Linked DNA regions of Mus musculus: regions 1, 3 and 4 are each linked to region 2. A link is a contact called in public ChIA-PET, Hi-C and HiChIP or PLAC-seq data. All regions are on one chromosome and are shown on one strand. The core of a region is the stretch at or near the end of the contact, and the rest is flanking DNA. Distances in the headings are between cores, read along the strand shown. Region 1 has its middle 81 kb from the start of Gm36899. Region 2 overlaps Ank (progressive ankylosis). Region 3 overlaps Trio (triple functional domain (PTPRF interacting)). Region 4 overlaps Trio (triple functional domain (PTPRF interacting)).

Region 1 (3,990 bases), core at 221-2,720, 210 kb before region 2:
GGAAGGGAAGGGAAGAGAAGGGAAGGGAAGGGAAGGGAGAAAGAGAGAAAGACGGAGGAGGGGAGGGGGAGGGGAAGGGGCAGAGGGAAAGGGAGGCAGAGGGGGAGAGGAAGAAGGAGAGGAAGAGGGAAAGGAAGGAAGTGGAGAAAGAGGGACTATAGAAGAAAAAGAAAATTAAAAGATAAGTCAGGTAGGTTGGACATGTAGCTTAGAAGTAGAGTACCCATCTAACACCCACAGAGGCCCTGAATCTGGTCCCAGCACAGCAAGAAAAAAGTGAAAAAGGGAGGAGGGTATTGTACGCATTCGTTACTGCTAGGAAATGCTGAGTGCTTTTCCTCCTGTGCACCTCTTAAGAGTCACTGGCCTTTGTTCCACTTGGGTAAGTCTTAATCATGGCTCATGGTTAAATGACCAGTAGATATTTTTCTAGACAGTTTTTCTGCTTTGTCATAAGCACAATGAGTCGTTCTTGCTGCCACATTAAATGGCCACTCAAGTGTAAAAATTAGTGAAGCCCAAAATACTTAACTCTAAGCTGAGCTAGAAAAAAAAAAAAAAAAAAAGGAAGAAATGTGCTCGGAGGCAAGTTACAGGACAATCTAGGCAGGCCAGCCCACACCAAGAACTTTCCAGAAGATTGGTTCAGCATAAAAGAAAGGCTTTTAGGGTCTCAGACATTTCTTAGAGGAGACTGAACACACTGGAGAGGTTTCTGCATGCTGGCTTGGCTGTAGTTACATATACTACGAACAGCTGCCCCGAAACTGAATTTGTAGGTGAAGATACAAAGTAAACAAACATCTGTCTTATTTACTAAGGAAATAGTTAGAAAATTGCATCCAGAACAGAAACCCACTGACGCTCTTTTTCATCAGATGGGCATTTCCCCCTTTAAAGGGACAGATAGGAAAACTCCCTATACAGTCAGGTGTCATGGAACACTGATATCCGGTGTTCAGTGTTCCATCTGAAGCTACCAACAGTCAGCAAGTTGCCCAGGAAAACATAGCAATGAGGTTTCTGACACAGTTTCTTTCTTGTCAAGACCCTCCCCCCAGGCTCACTATTTTCTGTAATCCTCTGGAAGGTACAACCAGAATCCTCCTGACCACTCACTCCAGCTGTTGACTATCTAGTACAGCTCCCCAGGTGGCTGTTTGCATTCATCTCAATGTCTTTCACTGAAACTGTTGACTCAGTTTAGTTGAAAATCAGACAATGGGTACAGAGTGAAAGACTATTAACCATGGATGGCGTTTTATCCATACCTCAAAACCTTGCCTCTGTTCATAGTTCCCAAAAATCAATATTTGATAAGGATGAAAGGACTATTAATGGGGCTGTCTTTCCACTCTCTGCCTTACCACACTGCAGTAGAAAGACACTGGTATCCCATATGCAGCCTTCTCGCTTGGTGCTGTATTACTGTTGATGCCAGAGATGATGAGTAATCTTCCATACTGAATGGCTTCTTTCTATGTACGAGTCACTGGCTAAACACATTCCAGATGTTGGCTGATTGAATCCTCACCACAACCCAGAGTGTGGCATTGTGATTAAAGGGAGGCACACAGTCTGGGAGACTTAAGTTTTTAACTAGAGATCACCAGAATTTTACCCCAGAGTCTATAGAGTGGTGTTTCTCAACCTTCCTCACACTGACCCTTAAAGTTCCCCATGTTGTGCTGACCCCAACCATAGAATCACTTTTGTGGCTACTTCATAACTGTCATTTTGCTGCTGTCATGATCATAATAGAAATATCTGTGTTTTCCAATGATCTTAGGTGACTCCTGTGGAAGGGTCATTTGATCCCCCAAAGGGGTCATGACCCATAGAACCTATATTCAAAATTCCATGTGCAGATGAGAGAGAACCATGGCATACAGCATCCCCTTTGACAACTTTGATGGATTAGTTGGAGAAATAAACAAATAAAGAGACAACTGTAAAATGTCATTCTTAAGATGCTCCTAACTGCCGGGTGTGGTGGTACAACGCCTTTAATCCCAGCACTCAGGAGGCAGATGCAGGTGGATTTCTGAGTTCGAGGCCAGCCTGTTCTACAAAGTGAGTTCCAGGACAGCCAGGGCTGCACAGAGAAACCCTGTCTTGAAAAACAAAAACAAAACAAAACCAAAAATGCTCCTAACCACCATCAAAGCTCTCAGAGTTCTCAGGATGCCAACTGATGAGTCCACACTAACACCTAGAAAGGCATTAGAGATTCACTTACATTTCCAGAGACTAAGAAGGACCATCCCAAAGACCCACCTGGTTCTTAGGTGACATTGGACAGAAATGAATGGATTCATATTAAGCTTGAAACTCCAGCTTGAAAAAAAAAAATGGAGACATCAACCCATCCTTTATGTCTCTCCAAGGGAAAATCTTCATTGAAATCTCAAAATAATTGTAGCAACAGAACAGGAAATAGAATTTAAGTTTCTCTGAGTCATGACTAACCCACCTGAGTAACCAAGAAGTCTGAAATGGCAGATGTGTTTTACTCTCAGGTGAGCAGCCACACAAAGGGGCAACTCTCCAGAGTTTGGATGGAGCTTGTGTGTCGTTGTGAGGCTCTGGCCTTCCTTCTAGTCTGCCTTACAGGACAGGGCCTTAGTTGGTGATTCCTCCGAACACAGTCTACCCTGAATGGTCAATCACATTTTAATATCAACTTTGTGTTACTACAAAATAGCTCAGGAAATTGACTCATGAAAATAAAAGGTTTACTCACCTCAGAGTCCTTGCTTCAAGTTTAAGACTAGGCAGCCCACTGTTGTGAACGTCAGGTAAGGACAAGGGGTGACATGACAAGAAGTGTGTGTCCAACTAAACCACTCACATCTTAAGAGAGAAGGAGAAGTAGATGGATGAATAAAGGAGAGGGGAGGGGGAGGGAGGGAAAGAGAGAGGGAGGGGGAGAAAGGGAGGGAGGAACAGGAATCCCACAATGTCTTTGAAGTATAAAAGAACACCCAGGGATGAATGACGGAAAGATACCCTCCACCCCATTTCTACTTCTAAAAGCAAGAAGAAACATTTAAAAGGCAGAGAGAATCTTTCCTAAAAGGCACACGTGTATTTAAAGTGACTCTGATTTACACTGTGAAAAGTATTTTCAAAGTGATTTCCTATATGTCCAGTTTCCACCAGCATCCTGGGATTCAGCTAGGACCTGTCCCAAGTTCTCTCCCAAGCAAATGTACTGTGAGTCAGAGAGATCATATGACCTAAGAGACAAGTCCTATGATTTGCATCTCAATGCATTCTCTATTGCATCTATGTATTGAGGTCAGTAGCAAAGTAGGAAAGGCATGATCTTCAACTCCAGCCTGGCCTCCAGTGCTGCAGACTAAGCACTGTGACTTACATCTGTGTGAAGCCGCTGCTCATGGATGCCCTTTGTTGCAGTAACTTGCATATGCTCTAAACCCACAGTGATGCCTGGAGTGGCAGGTAGTACCAACACCCATGGATACTGTATTTCTTCACAGATCAAGGTTAATGAATATATGAAATAACACTAAGGACAGAACTGTTACATGATCCAGATATAACACTCAGGTATATGCCCTAAAGACTCTTAAGTCAGCACACACATGCATACTTGCACATCCATGTGCCTTGTATTACTCTTCAAACGAGCCAGCATATGGGAATAGCCCAGCGTTCATCAACAGAGGCATGAATAAAGAAAATGTGGCACATATGTTCAAAGGAAATTTTTTCACTCATGAAAGAGATGAAATCATAGCACTTTCAGAAACATGCATGCAACTGGAAACCATCCTGTTGTGTGAAATAAGCCACCCAGAAAGACAAAGACAAATGACACCTCTTCACTGATGCATAGGACCTATTGTTATTAGACGCGTTCTCACGCCCGGCCAGGAAGAACACAGCAAACCAAAATCTTCTGCGGCAAAACTTTATTGCTTACATCTTCAGGAGCAAGAGTGTAAGAAGCAAAAGAGAGAGAAA
Region 2 (4,407 bases), core at 1,284-3,783:
ACAGGTAACCGAGTGTACTATGGTACTCCCCTCCACACCATAAAGCAAGACATTTTATAAACAGTATCAAGGTCACTATGTGATACCCCGGAAATAATGCATTGGAAATCCACTTAGTGCAGTATATTTTTCTAAGTTTTGGAAAGCGGGTTTTTTCCTTTAAAAAAAATTATGGACACAGTTCACTAAATTCCTGATTTAGTCAAAGTAACTAGACTGAAAGAACCTAAACAAAACAAATATTTTAAAGATATAAATATATGCTGTATATGTTATGTAATTTATTTTAGGCTATAATACATTTCCTATTTTCGCATTTTCAATAAAATGTCTCTAATACAATTCAGTGATTGCCTTCATGCTCCACATACCTACAGCTTACTCGGGTTGTACCAGTGACCGCTGTATGTTACAGCCTTCTACACGTCCCTTGTGTATGAATGTAAGGGCCTACAGATCCAATTGATGGGCAACCTCGGGAGGAAATGGATCCACTACTGTAGACAGGCAAAGGTGGGAAGGGCGGAGGGAAAAGGGCGGAAGGCGGGCCTCTTGTGCTTATTATTTTGGTGTTGTGTAACCTCATGTTAAGACTGTCAGGGCTACACAGGCTCGCATTTCCATTTCTAGATACCCAGTGTCCCTCATATGTGCCCACCATGGGAACAAATCCTATGTGCTTCCGTAGCTGCTTGTGGGTGACGTCAGGGGCAGATCTGAAAGATAACTGAAAGTCTTAATTGTATTGGCTTTTTAAAGTACATGACTAGAAAATTAAACAGCAATATTTTTTAAAATGTGTGGCTATTTTCATGCTTCTGGGGTTGGAGCTTAAATACCAAATATCAAATTCGAAATCCTTTCCCTTTAAAGTCAAGAAAAGCTAGTATCTCTTTATTGTGCACTTGGGACATGTAGCTTAGAGCCCAGAGCCGCCTTCATCAGGATGACTGGACATCAGCTGTGTAAGATGTCCCGAGCCCCTGGAATGCAGTGCCAGGCCCAGGCCTCTGCAATGGAGCTGCGGTTTGGGGGGATTTGTTCTGACCTTCCCCTCCTAGTACAGGCTCCTCCACACACATTCTGTGGGCCTGTTTTGTCACCTGACACCCTGAGACAGCTGCCATACTGTTGTATTCAAACAAAGAATTCCACGGCCTAGACTTGGGAAGGGCCTTTCTCCTCTTTCCACAAGCATTAAGGGCAGCCTTTCTAGCTCAGCAGCTGAGTGTTCTTTTTAAACATATTGCTCAGCTAACAAACTGAAAAGGACCATGTCTGTGAAATCCTCAAGGACTGTGGGAAGATCATTCTCAAGGTTAAGCGACAAATACAACCTAAAGTTGCAGAGGCAGGAGACAAGTTTTCCTCAAAATACTGAGTTAGGATGGCCTTTCTAGAGTGAGGGTTTTCTCCGAGAAACTAGAGAAGCCTGTTTATCTGAGGGGCAACCGAGGGTCATTCTAAGTGCACACCTGACCTGCTGCTGGCTCTGCCCTTGTTTACTGGGTGCTGGCACACAGGCCCTCTCTAAGGCCCCCTGGAACTGAGTAAACAGGACTGCTGTGACTCAGGAAGGACAAAGCCTGCCCACTGCAGGGCTCCGGGAGTGTGAGCGGCTTGCGGTTGGCTTGGTGGGAACTCACCAGGGATCCTTCCACTGCGAAGGCCTTGTTTGTATCTGTGGGTTGGAGCTGGTCAGTGTCTCCCTGCTGCCCGTGTTGGGCTTGGGCTTGGGCATCTGGAGTCAAAGGCACTCTTCTCTCGGTTGGGACCATCTGTTTCTTGGCCTTCGCTCATGCTTTGGCTTGGAAATGTTCAGAGAGGGCCTCAGAAATGAAAACACTTATTCTGAGCTGCAGTAATTACTTAAGTACTTAAGCACTTTAAACTCCGTGGACCCTATTGCTTTCTTGCAATGCAGCCCCTCCTGGATGTGGCAGGACTGAGACAATGGCCTTGGTCATGGGGAAAGTGACTGCATTTTATCTTTAATAAATAGTTTTACCACTCCCTTAGTGCAGGTGAGTGGGTGTGTGTGCCTGTTTCAGAGAGGAAACAAAGACTCCCTCTGATTCTAGTTCCCCAATCTCCCACCTTCCTAACTGCTCTGTTTGAAAATATTTTCTTCTGAAATAGGCAAAGGGAAAGGAACATTTTCCAAGATTCAGCAACTTTCTCTCCATACTGAAGCGAGAGCAAGAGATGTGCTGCAAAATAGGAAATCCTAATATTCTTATAATTATCTATTTTTAGTTTGAGACAGGGTCACTCTACATATCCCTGGCTGTCCTGGGACTCTATGTGGACCAGGATGACCTTGAACGCACGGAGATCCATGTGGCTCTGCTTCCCAAGTGCTGGGATTAAAGGTGTGCACCACCACACCTGGCCTCTTCTAATGAAATGATGTTACCTGAGCAATGTTTCCTTGTACTTTTTTCTGCTTCAGTAAAGCTCTGAATAGAACATGACCAGAACACCATGTGCTGCTTTGTGTCTGGTTTAGGGTACTGCAGGCAAGCTAAGCCTTCTGTGCTCCACCAGGAGAGGGTTGTTTTCAATGCTGCCTGTCACACACTTTTATAACCAAAAGTATAATAATGCTATCTCTGGTGGGACCTGGGAAGGTGAGGTGACTTCAGTGTTAGCTGTGCAAACCCAGTGTCTTGTCTGCCTTTCCACAAGAGCCTCACACAAGGCTCTTTTATAAAAAGCTTGAAGCATCAAAAAGCACGGTTTTCAGCAATGTATCTGGAAACCATGAGAGCTGCTTCTCTGTGTGGTTATTCTGAGCCTCTATTTTTGTCATTCGAAGTGGCAAAACATCAGGTGACTCATCAGCTGATCTAACCACACATGAAACAGGATGTAGTGGAAATCTCAAGAAAGGCCTGGGTGCCCTGCTCAAAGGCTGGTGACTAAAATTAACACACCAAAGCTAAACAAGAGGCAAACAGGACTGTAATCAACAACCCGAACCCCACTTTACAAGTCAGGAAACAACTCACTGCATTGTTTACTGTCTGATCTCAAAGGGGAAAATAATGAGAAGACAAGGAAACCTTAAGTTTCATTCTCCCCACCACAAGACAGAAGGGTGGTCGTTAGCTCCGTTAACTGATGTGGTGCCCTACCAGGAAGAGCACCTAAATCCAAGGAAACAAATTCTCTGCCAAGTGCAAGTGGTGCCAGACTTGTAACTAGTACCTTACAAAAACTTAGTAATTCATTTTCAGAATTTCTACTTAGTGTGTATCTTTGCGTATATACACTTTAGTGTGGAGATTCACAAACTGTGCACACAACAGAGTCCAGAAGAGGGACCAAGTGTCCTGTCGAGTAGTAGTCTTATCTCCTTTGAGATGGAGGCCCTTAGAAGCCATCAAGACCCACGAATCTGGCCTTTGACACCCCCCATGCCCCCTGGGGCTTACTAAGTGGATGCTGGGAGCAGAACTCTCATCCTTGTGATTTCACAGCAAACCTTCTGAATCACTAAGCTGCCTTTCCGGTCCAATGATAATCTTTCTCTCCTGCATTTGCAATCAATCAAACAGGGTCTCTCAAAACCTGACTAGGGAGATGCGCTTTTAGAGGTGACTGTCAGACACACGTGGATAGACTTACTGGATGGTTTATGCAGGAGACACACATGGACAGAGTTAGCTTTTATACAGTACCTCTTTTCACCTGGGCCAGTAACTCCAAATGCACTTATTAGCAAGACTTGACATCTACTTCTGTACAAACAATGTCAACCAATATACAAGCTGAGACCACAGACAAGAACCGAAAGCCTTTCTACTTGAAAAAGAAGTCCTTAGTGTACAAGGAGAGAGGGGATGAGAGCAGAACTGCTCCAACCCAGCAGCCGTGAGGACTCACTAAGAGAAAACTCTTCCTTCTGCTCAAGAGGGTAAAAAATCTCTGGTCTGGGCAAAAATCGAACACTAAGTTATCCAACATGAGGAGTGAATGTGACCCAGCAGGTCAACCACCGGGCCAAGGGACCACAGCAGGGAGGTGGGAGCACCTTTAGGGAGGCAGACTCAACTTCAGCCTTGTTGAAGAGATAGGCAAAATAAATTCCTTTAAGGAGATACTTTTGCTCCCCAGAATTCCTATGCCCGAGCCCAAGCTGCCATGGAGCTCAGCTTGCTCCCTATGCCAAAAGGTCCGACTCCTTCCCTTTTTTGTTCCCAAGTATGCTTTCTCTAGCAGCTGGGGGTTCCTAGCAGCTGGGGGTTCCTTGCTTTATCCTGAACGCTCCCTTCCCACCACGTGGCTGCCTGCTGCAGAGTAACATGGTTTTTCCTTCTTCCCCCCTCTCCTCTAGGCAACTCCCGACACTTACAGCTTGCTTGCTCTGGGATTTTTCTTTTAAAACTCTTCTAAAATTATCCT
Region 3 (4,633 bases), core at 2,023-4,522, 230 kb after region 2:
AATTAGCTGATGAAGAGGAAATCACAATTCAGATTCACATTTCTGAGCATTTTAGGAGGAAGCTATAGGCAGCAGGCAGGAGGTTTCTGTCCTACAGGAAGGCTGCAGCTGCGGTCTGTGGACTCGAGCTCTGGACGCCATACTTACAAACAGCTTGCTTTTGTACAGGTACTTGCTTCTCCCGCTGGAGTCTTTCACTTCTTTACTAAACACCAAGGACATTTCAAAAAGGAAGAGATGCCGTTCTCGACCCTTCCGAATTAAGGTTTTCGGGTCCCACACTTGGAAGGACTCCTGCAGGATGAGCTCTCCCTGAGACTCAATGTTTTCGTCAAACCCTGCAACATGAAGCAAAAGCAGACCCGACTCAGAAGGCAGCACTGCCGGCTCGCCTGCAAATGCTTTCAACGTGGCTCCACGCTCACCACCCGCCCTCCTAACAAGGGAGAGCTCTTCCTAAAATACTACTTTGCATGTATTTCCCCAAGTTCAAACATTTTCAGGGGTTCCTCATAACTTCCTTCTCTACTTTCCACTCCTATCTGTTGGCTCCCAACATGAGATCTGGTTTAAGTCCCATCTGCTTGTCACTGAATCACGCACGGCCTTTGCTCAGGCGATCACTCCCCCTGACCAGAGTGCCTCCAGTGTACTGCGCACCCCAGCCTCTGATTCTTTTCCTCTGTTGCTGAAATGCCCCTCTCAGACTCTGTTCAGGCCCCAGCCTGGTGGAGCCAACTTTACTAACCCATTTTCTGGGAGTCTGGAATCCTCTGCACGTGGATCTGCCTAGACCGGGCACATGGTGGCCTCCCTGACTATTCTTTCCTTACAATGTGGCCACCAGGACTTAGCAAAGTGGCTCCTGGGTGGAAGCTGCTCTCTCCCTTCTTTTCTGTCTCTTTACTATAAACTTCCACTGAGCCATCTTATGTAAGTTCATCACTCGCCTGTCCCTTCACAGTGAGGAAGAGCTAGGCATCCTAACCCTGGGCAAATGAGAAAATGAATGTATACAGCTAGTAGGGTTCCCTACCCACAGGCTCTTGTACTTGCTGTGAGGTGGAATATGAATGTGGTCCTGCAGGACCTATTCAAGTAGGAAAATACATAGGACAGAAATGAGCCAGAACATAGCCCTTCCCTCTGATGACATCATGAAGAACAGAGGAAGAACAACGAGGATTGCTGGATCTCTGAGTCTCTATTACAGAGTGGCATTGAGTCCTGACTAATAAATTTCTTGATGGTACCAATGACCTGGCATAAACTAGCAAAAGCATTTGGGATGGGCCCTTTGCATTGCTAACCTCGGCAGTGCAGAGGCAGCTTTACTAAATAGAAACATTCGTGCAAACTGGAATTACTACAATCCCTGTTGGATACATTTGTCTCATTTCTGTTCACCATGTTACACACTACATTCAACTGCTTCAGCAGACAACTGAGTTGTGCAAACATCTAGCAATGGCTATGGAAATGGGGAAGTAACAAGATCTTCTATATCCTCGGGTCTATAACCAGTGCGTTCATTCATCATTTACACCTCTGTTAGCAGGAAACCCAGGCAGCATTAAACAAGACTTAAGTGCTCCTGGAGTGTACAATGGCACTGCTGTTACCAAGTCCAGAAAGTGATAGTCGATTCACACAGCATCAGTGATGGTGCTGTGATAGTCGATTCACACAGCGTCAGTGATGGTGCTGTGATAGTTGACTCACACACAGCATCAGTGATGGCGGTGTGATAGTTGACTCACACAGCATCAGCGACAGTGCTGTGCACAGAGGGGGGAGGGGGACGCCTCGGGCGCGGTGTGTCCGGTTACCTTCCAGCATGCTGAGGTGCATGGCATCATTGGCTCGCTTGGGCACGCTGAGCATCACCTCCAGGCCATCTTTGATCTCCCCCTTTCCTTCCTCACAGCATGTGAGCAGCTCCTGGAGAAGATCAACACCGTGAACTCGCAAAGGACTGCAAAACGCTCTGCCAGCCACACCTCAGCAGAATCCATGAGAGCTCACGGTGCTCAGGAAACAAACAAAAAGGGAATCACTCAGGTTCACATAGGCAACAGTGTCTGATCTACTTGAATGAGGACCTGGAGGAAGTCAGATCCCGTCGCCGTTCTGAAAGAAGTTGTTATGCCTTGCCAACCACATCTCCAAAATGAGAAAATAAATGTTACTGGTTTGTAAGGAATATGGAATTGTGACAAGTGACAGCCATCCACAGTCTACCTGCCCTGCTAATCCCACAATGTCGGGGGCTGGCTGGACCCTGAATCAGAATAGCAACACAACACAGACCACTCCTCTGTGCAGGCTCCTTAGGGAGGTACTAGCTACAAGCTACCACACATCTCCAGGGTATCTATGTGTGTCATGCTACTTCCTGACTTCCTGGAAGCTCCTCAGCTCCCCCGTGAGTAGGACAGCAGGAAACACAAGCTTACATCCTGATGGGTCTCTCTCAGGTATTCCTTCATGGGTGCCAGACCGTTCTTGGTCACAGTGACAACAATCTTGTGTATATGATTCCCAAGGGGTTCAGAGCAGTGTGGTCATCAGCTTGGGGGAGGGGGAACTAGAGCAGTGGTTCTCAACCTGTAGATAGCATCCCTTCAGCAAACCCCTATCTCCAAAAATATTTACATTATGATTCATAACAGTAGCAAAATTACAGTTTTGAAGTAGCAATGCAAATTTTCTGGTTGCGGGGGGGGGGGGGTCACTGAAACATGACAAACTGTATTAAAGGGTCACAGGCATTAGGAAAGTTGAGAACCCCTGGTCTAGAGAACTCAGTCATCTGATGGGCACCTTCATGTTTGATCAGATGTGTATGCTTCTGAGGAGCTGGGCAGAAACTGCCTTACAAGTACAATGTGCCTCAACTCCCTCCGTGCAGACTGCCTTCCCACTGGGGAGGTCTGATGGAGTTTACTACTGTTCCCAGCAGAGTTTCTGGGGAAAATGAGAAAGATTTACAAGTAGAAGTGTAATCTTAGTGGACACAGAAGCTGAGAACAAAGCCTTGAGTTCTGAGGGCAACAAGGGACAACGGTGAGACAAGGCACTTGTGCAGACTTAGGAAGCAAAGGGGACAAGACCTGAATGCAAACCAGCAAAACCCAGCCTCCCAGCTTACGCCATGCTCACAGACAGCAGCAGCAGATTTGTGTAGTGATGGCTATCTAGTCACTGAGTAAGACTGTCATACAGAAGTACAGGAGAGGAGGTGCGGTGTGGCTTGGTGGTAGAGTGCTCACCCAACTTGTGTGAGGCCCTGGTTTGATCCCTGGCACTGCACTGTGTGTAAAGGAGGTGGGGGTTGTGGTAGTAGGGTTTTCGAGATAGAAAGGTCTCTTGATAGTACACATCTGTATAAAAGAACACAGCCATGTTTTACAGTTGCTAGGTCTCTCTTACTGAGAGAGCTTTAGACACCCTTAAGCTTCAGTGTCCTACTGCACGCCCAGGGCAGCAGCTGACAGAGCTGGGATTAGTGGACAGTCTACACGCTAATGTTTCAGCGCGTCCTTCACCGGCAGAGGAAATATAGTACCTTTGCCAGACAAAAGTTGTAAATGACTCTTAATGCAGCAAGCAAACATGCATTAACGACATAACGCATCTGTGGTAAGTTTGTTCCCCTTTCTACTGTTGAAAATAATCAGACTTAAATTTTTGCAAGGGCAATTTTAGATCTACTTAATTGCAACAAAAAGCAGAAGCCCTTGGGATCAGTAGGGACATGGTCTATAAAATGGCTAGCAGCCATAGGGAGCGGCATGAGGGCAGAGTGTTCCGGAGTCCATGGAAAACCTGCGCATCAGCCAGGTATGGGTTCAATGCTGGCACATATCAGCAATGATTCTGAGCATTTTTGTGACGCAGGGCAGATAGTCTCCAGACTTTCCAATCAGCGCTGCTGCGGGTTAAACATGTACAGGTGCTGTGTCGGGGTCTCAGCACCAGAGTCTGAGGATGCTAAAGGTCCAAGAGCCAGGAACTTATTTCTCAGTCAAATACCATTCTACATTGCAGACAAGGGCCAGCCAGTTCCTTCAGGGTACAACTAGGGGATATGATCTTAGGTATCTGCTTCAATAAGAAGCTGGACAGGCCAAGAAATGTCAGTGAAGGAAGCCACAGACACATGTGCACAGGGGATACATATCAACACAGGATGTGATGTTGCCGATGGTAGATGGAAACCACAGACACATGTGCCCAGGGGATACATATCAACACAGGATGTGATGTTGCCGATGGTAGATGGAAACCACAGACACATGTGCACAGGGGATACATATCAGCACAGGATGTGATGTTGCCGATGGTAGATGGAAACCACAGACACATGTGCCCAGGGGATACATATCAACACAGGGTGTGATGTTGCAGATGGACAATGTTTCATACACACCTTTAAAAGGAGCTGATACTTTGTTATCCGCTGAACTGGTTTGATCAGGTAGGAAGAGATGGAATTGGCTAAGCCATGCCGCTGCTGGATCTCCTATATTTAAATAAAACAAAAAAAAAAAAAAAAAGGGAAGCTTTATCATAGGGTCATTACTGTTAAACATGGGCACAGTACCACATTAATGACAAGTGTTTGTTTCTG
Region 4 (4,328 bases), core at 1,224-3,723, 190 kb after region 2:
GGTTCCTGGTTTAGTTTAAAAAAAAAAAAAAAAGAAAAGAAAAGAAACAAAAGAGTCCTAATCCAGTAAGAATTCTTCCTAAATTGCATTTTAGTAACACAACAAAATCAAAATGGTGCTGAACTAAAGCAAAGAGCATTTGAACAAACATACATACCACTACTGCCCACAGGCTCTGGGAGGAAAAGCCAGCACGCCTGTGGGCATGCACACACCACAGTCCACCCAGAGCACACTCAGGGCCACGCAGGTCCCAGCCAGCTTTACGTCATCTTGCTTTCCACCTCTTTCCTAGGCCAAAATGGCATACTTCTGCTTTGGTCATTACTTAGGAACTTTTAAGTACCGTTAGTTCCCCTATTTCTCGCGGGGGTCGGGGGTGGAGGGGACGGTCACACACTGAAACAGCAGCAGCACAAACCAAAGAATGAAAAGAACAGGCTGGGGTGCCTTTCTTTGAAGCAGCTGAAAACTCTCTGTCCCATTTCTGGAGCCTCAGGGAACAGGCAGGAGGCTTTCTAAGAACGCGCTGTTATAAGAATCTCCCGTGGTCAACAGAGTCCTCCTGTAAGAACTCCTCCCTGAGCTATCCAAGCTACTTAGTGCTCACTGGTGAGAGGGAAGGAGAGGGGCCTGGAGTTACTCCAGGACGAAACAAAGCAGCCGTGGAGACAAAGGGAATGAGAAAGACGGCCTCTGCTAGGAACACCAATTAAAGCAGGATCCTGTCCTTGGCTTTAATCAGTGCCCCTGTGATAAGGCGGCACTGCCACCTCCAGGGAGCAAGCAGCCACAGGAAGCAATCAAGCAGCCTTTGCGTAGGGCTGGGGACGGAACAGGATGAGGACAGCCACTGTGCTGTGTTCCTTTTTAGATGAAGAGAGAGACGAAAGGAGAAACATTCAATTGTCAGCTCCCATGTTACCACAAGCACAACATATCCCTCTTCTCTGTGCCAGTTTGAGAGAGGACTTTGGTGCCACTGGGCCCCGCCAGCTTAAGGAGACAGAAGAGAAAAGGAAGTGGCCTTAGAACTCCACCGAGTTGCGCGTCCCAGCTAACAGTTGTGAGTTCTTACTTTCACTACAGGAGTAGAGTTGACTACAAGGTGGCACGCAGAGGCGTTTTCAGCTGTGCTTCTGAGAATAAAAGGTGTCAATGAGGAAGACATGGACTTGCACACAGGATGCCTAGAGGAACACACATCCAGTCACTCAGGGCTCGATGTGAGGATGCTCAGCTGCTTCTATTCCCTGGGGGTTTTCCGGTTGTTATAGTTGGGCATCCTGAGCCAATCCTTCACATTCGCATGGTCTTAGGAGAGAACTGCAAGAAATTAACCGGAGCCTCCGGGCTGTGGCTGCCCAGTCCCCACCCCCATGCCTGCGGGCAGGAAGAGGAAATAGGGGCTCCCTGGACAGATTCCAGAGCTCATTGCTCCAAGCTCCCCGTGTTTATGGACTTGCTCACTCACCCCAGAGGCCAACCCCGAGCACCTGGAGGAAATTCTTCAGAATGAAAAGCCATAAATCTGTGTTCTCCTTACAAAGATAGACCAAAGAGAGATTGCAGCTCACCAGCAAGATGTCTGGAAAAGTCAATTCGGGGTGGCTAGGGCTCCCTGCAAGGAGAGTCCCATGGCTGATTACTAATATCTCAGGACTCTACATGTGCTGTAAAATCAGCTGTAACCTTAAATGTAATTTCACAGCATTTCTTTCCTGGATGTATTTTCCATCAAGCATGGAAAACCTTTTCCCACAAAAGTGAGAGAACAAAATAGTTTTATAAATGTATTTCGCTTAAAAAAATCAATAAACAAATTTCAATGAGAATTCTGAAGTGCTGGTGGGTGTATGGGAGGAGGGGGGAGGTGCCATGAACCACAGACCATGCTCTCACAAGGACATATATCCAAGGTCATGCGTAGAGTGAGGAGAGACAGAACACTGGTTCTGTTTTCCACAGAACTGGTCCCTGGGGCACTCATGCACGCACATGCACCATGCTGTAAACTTTGAATGAGTTGGTGGTATGTAAGTGGGAGAAAATTGGAGAGAGACTTTAGACTGCTCAATCGTTAATGTGAAACAGCCAGTCTGCATGGCTGAAACAATCCTCCGGCGACACTTTGGTATTTGTTTATTCACACTGAGCTGAATATCCTGTGTTTCCATCCTTTAGAACAGGTTCGAAAAGATTTGAAACCAAATTCAGTGCTTACTGTGTGGATCTGTTCACTGTTAGGAAGGACTCTTCCACAGTTTGATGCAGACTAAGAGATATGCAGAGTGCTGGGCTGGGTCCCAAAGGGAGTAGCTAACTCAGAACGAGCCTGAGCCGCCTCAACAGCCACCATCTTATTGATACAAGACTTGCTGGAGTTACCAAGGGTTTATTTAAGACAGTGTATAGGAAAACCCCAGCACAGCGGAGTGGAAGTGAGGCAGGAAGTCCCTCCCCTTGCCAGGAAACTCTTCACGGTTCATAGCTACAGGAAAGTCTGTTTTCTTCAGTGGTGTGATACTGGGCATATCAATCACACAGACATGGGTTTTTGTTTTTGAGAGAAAGAACATGAAGCTGGGTGGGTATGGAGATCTGGGAGGAGCTGGGGGAGGGAGAGAAATATGACCAACATAATGTCGTATGAAATTCTCAAAGGAAAAAGTAAACATTAAGAAAAAAACAGCAATAGAAGCTAAGTAGCCCAGGCTGGCACGGAACCAGAGTCCTGTCTCAGCCTCACTTGACCTCTCCTTATTGCATTCCCTGATAACTGTTTACATTCTCCTGCTAGAGCTGTGTAAGGTTCCACACTGCAGCAGCAGCAGTGAGATCCGCCCCTGTGGACAGGAGCCAAGCCCAACCGATCGGCTCCCTGTAGCACCGTGCTATCCCATTCACTTTCCTCAAAGCGCAATGCCCAGATATTTGCCCGTGTATAAAATGGTACTCTTGACAGGCATAAAAAAAATCTGCTTTAAAATGTATTTCCTGGCTAGGAGTCCGAATCCATTTTTCTGCTCAAGCCTGATGGATACTTGATCTCCTGTAATCAATGCAGAGGAAGAACCAGTGGATATTAAAATATCATCCTGATATCATGCTGGGAAAGGCATCTGGAGTTCCTGTCCTGAGTGATGTGGGAGGGACAAACTGGACTTCCATCGTTTTTTATCCACCCTTTAACGTGAAATAGTATTTTATTTTCTTTCAGAATCTACGTCAACTTAGTGCTGACTTTGAGACTATCTCTTAAAACTTCTTAGTAATTTAACAATTATCAAAATAATAATGTGTGCAGGGAATAATAGCACAATCACCCTTCATTATGAAGTAAGAAGTCTAGTAATTTCCTGTAGTAAGAATTCTTAAAGGACTAAATATTCTAGGACTCAAAGGTCCCTCTATAGGAAGAGGCTGCTCTGCCTCAAGATCCAAGTCTTGTTCTCAGCTGCTCGCTGAACCGCCTGGGGCGCTCAGGGTTGCCAGGAGGGAGGGATGCTGCACCGGTCGGTGCTCCTGCTTTGCAGTCGAGGATGACCAAGTTCATGGAGATGAGGTAATCTCCATGGCACAGGGGCCAGGGCTCCCTAGTGGTCCAGACTCTGCATCAGACTTTGACATTACCAATTGTTTTTTTCTGCATCAGTTATTTTTAATCAAGTGAGCTCATGCCTCATCTACGTGCATCTTCCCGCCACAGGAACGCCACTGCCCAGTGTCCCGAATGGGCAGATCAAGGTCACAAGCCTTCCCAAAGTGAGGGCGTCACCTCTCAAGGAGGACCACTCTGGGACAATGTAATTAACACAAATGGGATAAAAACATCCACTGTCACATGCCAGTGACTTAAAATGTCCATGACAGCTTTGTGAACGGAAACTATGAAGAATGCTATAGAAAAACCATGCTTACAGCAGCAAATTCAACACCCACAGACAGGGTCAGGACTTACCTCCTTAAGGGCCCATAAATCAAAGATAGCTCTGCTCTTTCCCCTGACCTCCCAAGGACACCCAGAGGCAAGCAGGACCACTTTGCCCCATTCAGTACCCCCTTTACCTAGGATAAGCCTCCTTCACTGGGAGACCCTCTACCCACAACTGATCCTTCTTCAGTCAAGCTCACAGGGAATGATAAGGGTCCAGTGAGTCTCAGCAGCTCTCGTCCTGACTCCACATCTTGCTGCCTATCTTAAAGGGTGGATGTGGACAGAGTCTGGAGGCAAGTACTGGCAGATATTGAAAGACAACCAGGCCAGGATTGGAATCCTAGGTAGGAAGATAATAGCTTCTGAGAGATCATTTTGTTGGATGCTCAGT

Evidence for each region. Hi-C and Micro-C count contacts between places; a contact is called where the count stands out from the background. ChIA-PET counts read pairs in DNA pulled down with a chosen protein or histone mark. HiChIP or PLAC-seq counts read pairs in DNA pulled down with a chosen protein or histone mark.
Region 1: a contact with region 2 is called in an HNF4G HiChIP or PLAC-seq map of pancreatic cancer cells. The contact joins two enhancer-like sites. A contact is called at or near these places in 1 of 15 datasets of contacts at CTCF or cohesin (the NIH/3T3 cell line) and 1 of 115 datasets of contacts at active chromatin or transcription factors (pancreatic cancer cells).
Region 3: a Hi-C map of Th1 cells shows a contact between it and region 2, with 2.9 times the contacts expected there. The contact joins two enhancer-like sites. A contact is called at or near these places in 7 of 484 Hi-C or Micro-C datasets (the C10 cell line, CD4 T cells, CD8 T cells and 3 more) and 5 of 115 datasets of contacts at active chromatin or transcription factors (double positive thymocytes, effector CD8 T cells, pancreatic cancer cells and 2 more).
Region 4: a contact with region 2 is called in an RNA polymerase II ChIA-PET map of effector CD8 T cells, with 12 read pairs. The contact joins two enhancer-like sites. A contact is called at or near these places in 2 of 484 Hi-C or Micro-C datasets (bone marrow-derived macrophages and centroblasts), 3 of 115 datasets of contacts at active chromatin or transcription factors (effector CD8 T cells, large pre-B cells and pancreatic cancer cells) and 1 of 9 other capture datasets (adipose tissue).

Annotation. Positions count from the first base shown.
Region 1 is chr15:27,380,266-27,384,255 of GRCm38.p6, forward strand. No RefSeq gene overlaps it. Among named protein-coding and RNA genes, the nearest start is that of Gm36899, 81 kb to the right of the region's middle. Within about 2 kb of position 1,471, at least 42 of the 459 cell types and tissues checked have an H3K27ac peak or open chromatin away from gene starts, as enhancers often do. A contact at or near this core is called in the NIH/3T3 cell line and pancreatic cancer cells, where this site is marked.
Region 2 is chr15:27,594,113-27,598,519 of GRCm38.p6, forward strand. Ank (progressive ankylosis) reads left to right here. Exons shown (of 12, transcript NM_020332.4): 12 at 1-797. It also overlaps a transcript of Otulin not described here. Among named protein-coding and RNA genes, the nearest start is that of Mir7117, 25 kb to the left of the region's middle. Within about 2 kb of position 2,534, at least 254 of the 459 cell types and tissues checked have an H3K27ac peak or open chromatin away from gene starts, as enhancers often do. A contact at or near this core is called in CD8 T cells, the NIH/3T3 cell line, Th1 cells and 7 more, where this site is marked.
Region 3 is chr15:27,823,834-27,828,466 of GRCm38.p6, forward strand. Trio (triple functional domain (PTPRF interacting)) reads right to left here. Exons shown (of 57, transcript NM_001081302.1): 28 at 4,433-4,525; 29 at 1,830-1,941; 30 at 148-338. Among named protein-coding and RNA genes, the nearest start is that of Otulinl, 140 kb to the left of the region's middle. Within about 2 kb of position 3,273, at least 79 of the 459 cell types and tissues checked have an H3K27ac peak or open chromatin away from gene starts, as enhancers often do. A contact at or near this core is called in CD8 T cells, Th1 cells, double positive thymocytes and 3 more, where this site is marked.
Region 4 is chr15:27,783,013-27,787,340 of GRCm38.p6, forward strand. The region is part of intron 34 of Trio (triple functional domain (PTPRF interacting)); the gene reads right to left. Among named protein-coding and RNA genes, the nearest start is that of Otulinl, 100 kb to the left of the region's middle. Within about 2 kb of position 2,474, at least 169 of the 459 cell types and tissues checked have an H3K27ac peak or open chromatin away from gene starts, as enhancers often do. A contact at or near this core is called in bone marrow-derived macrophages, centroblasts, effector CD8 T cells and 1 more, where this site is marked.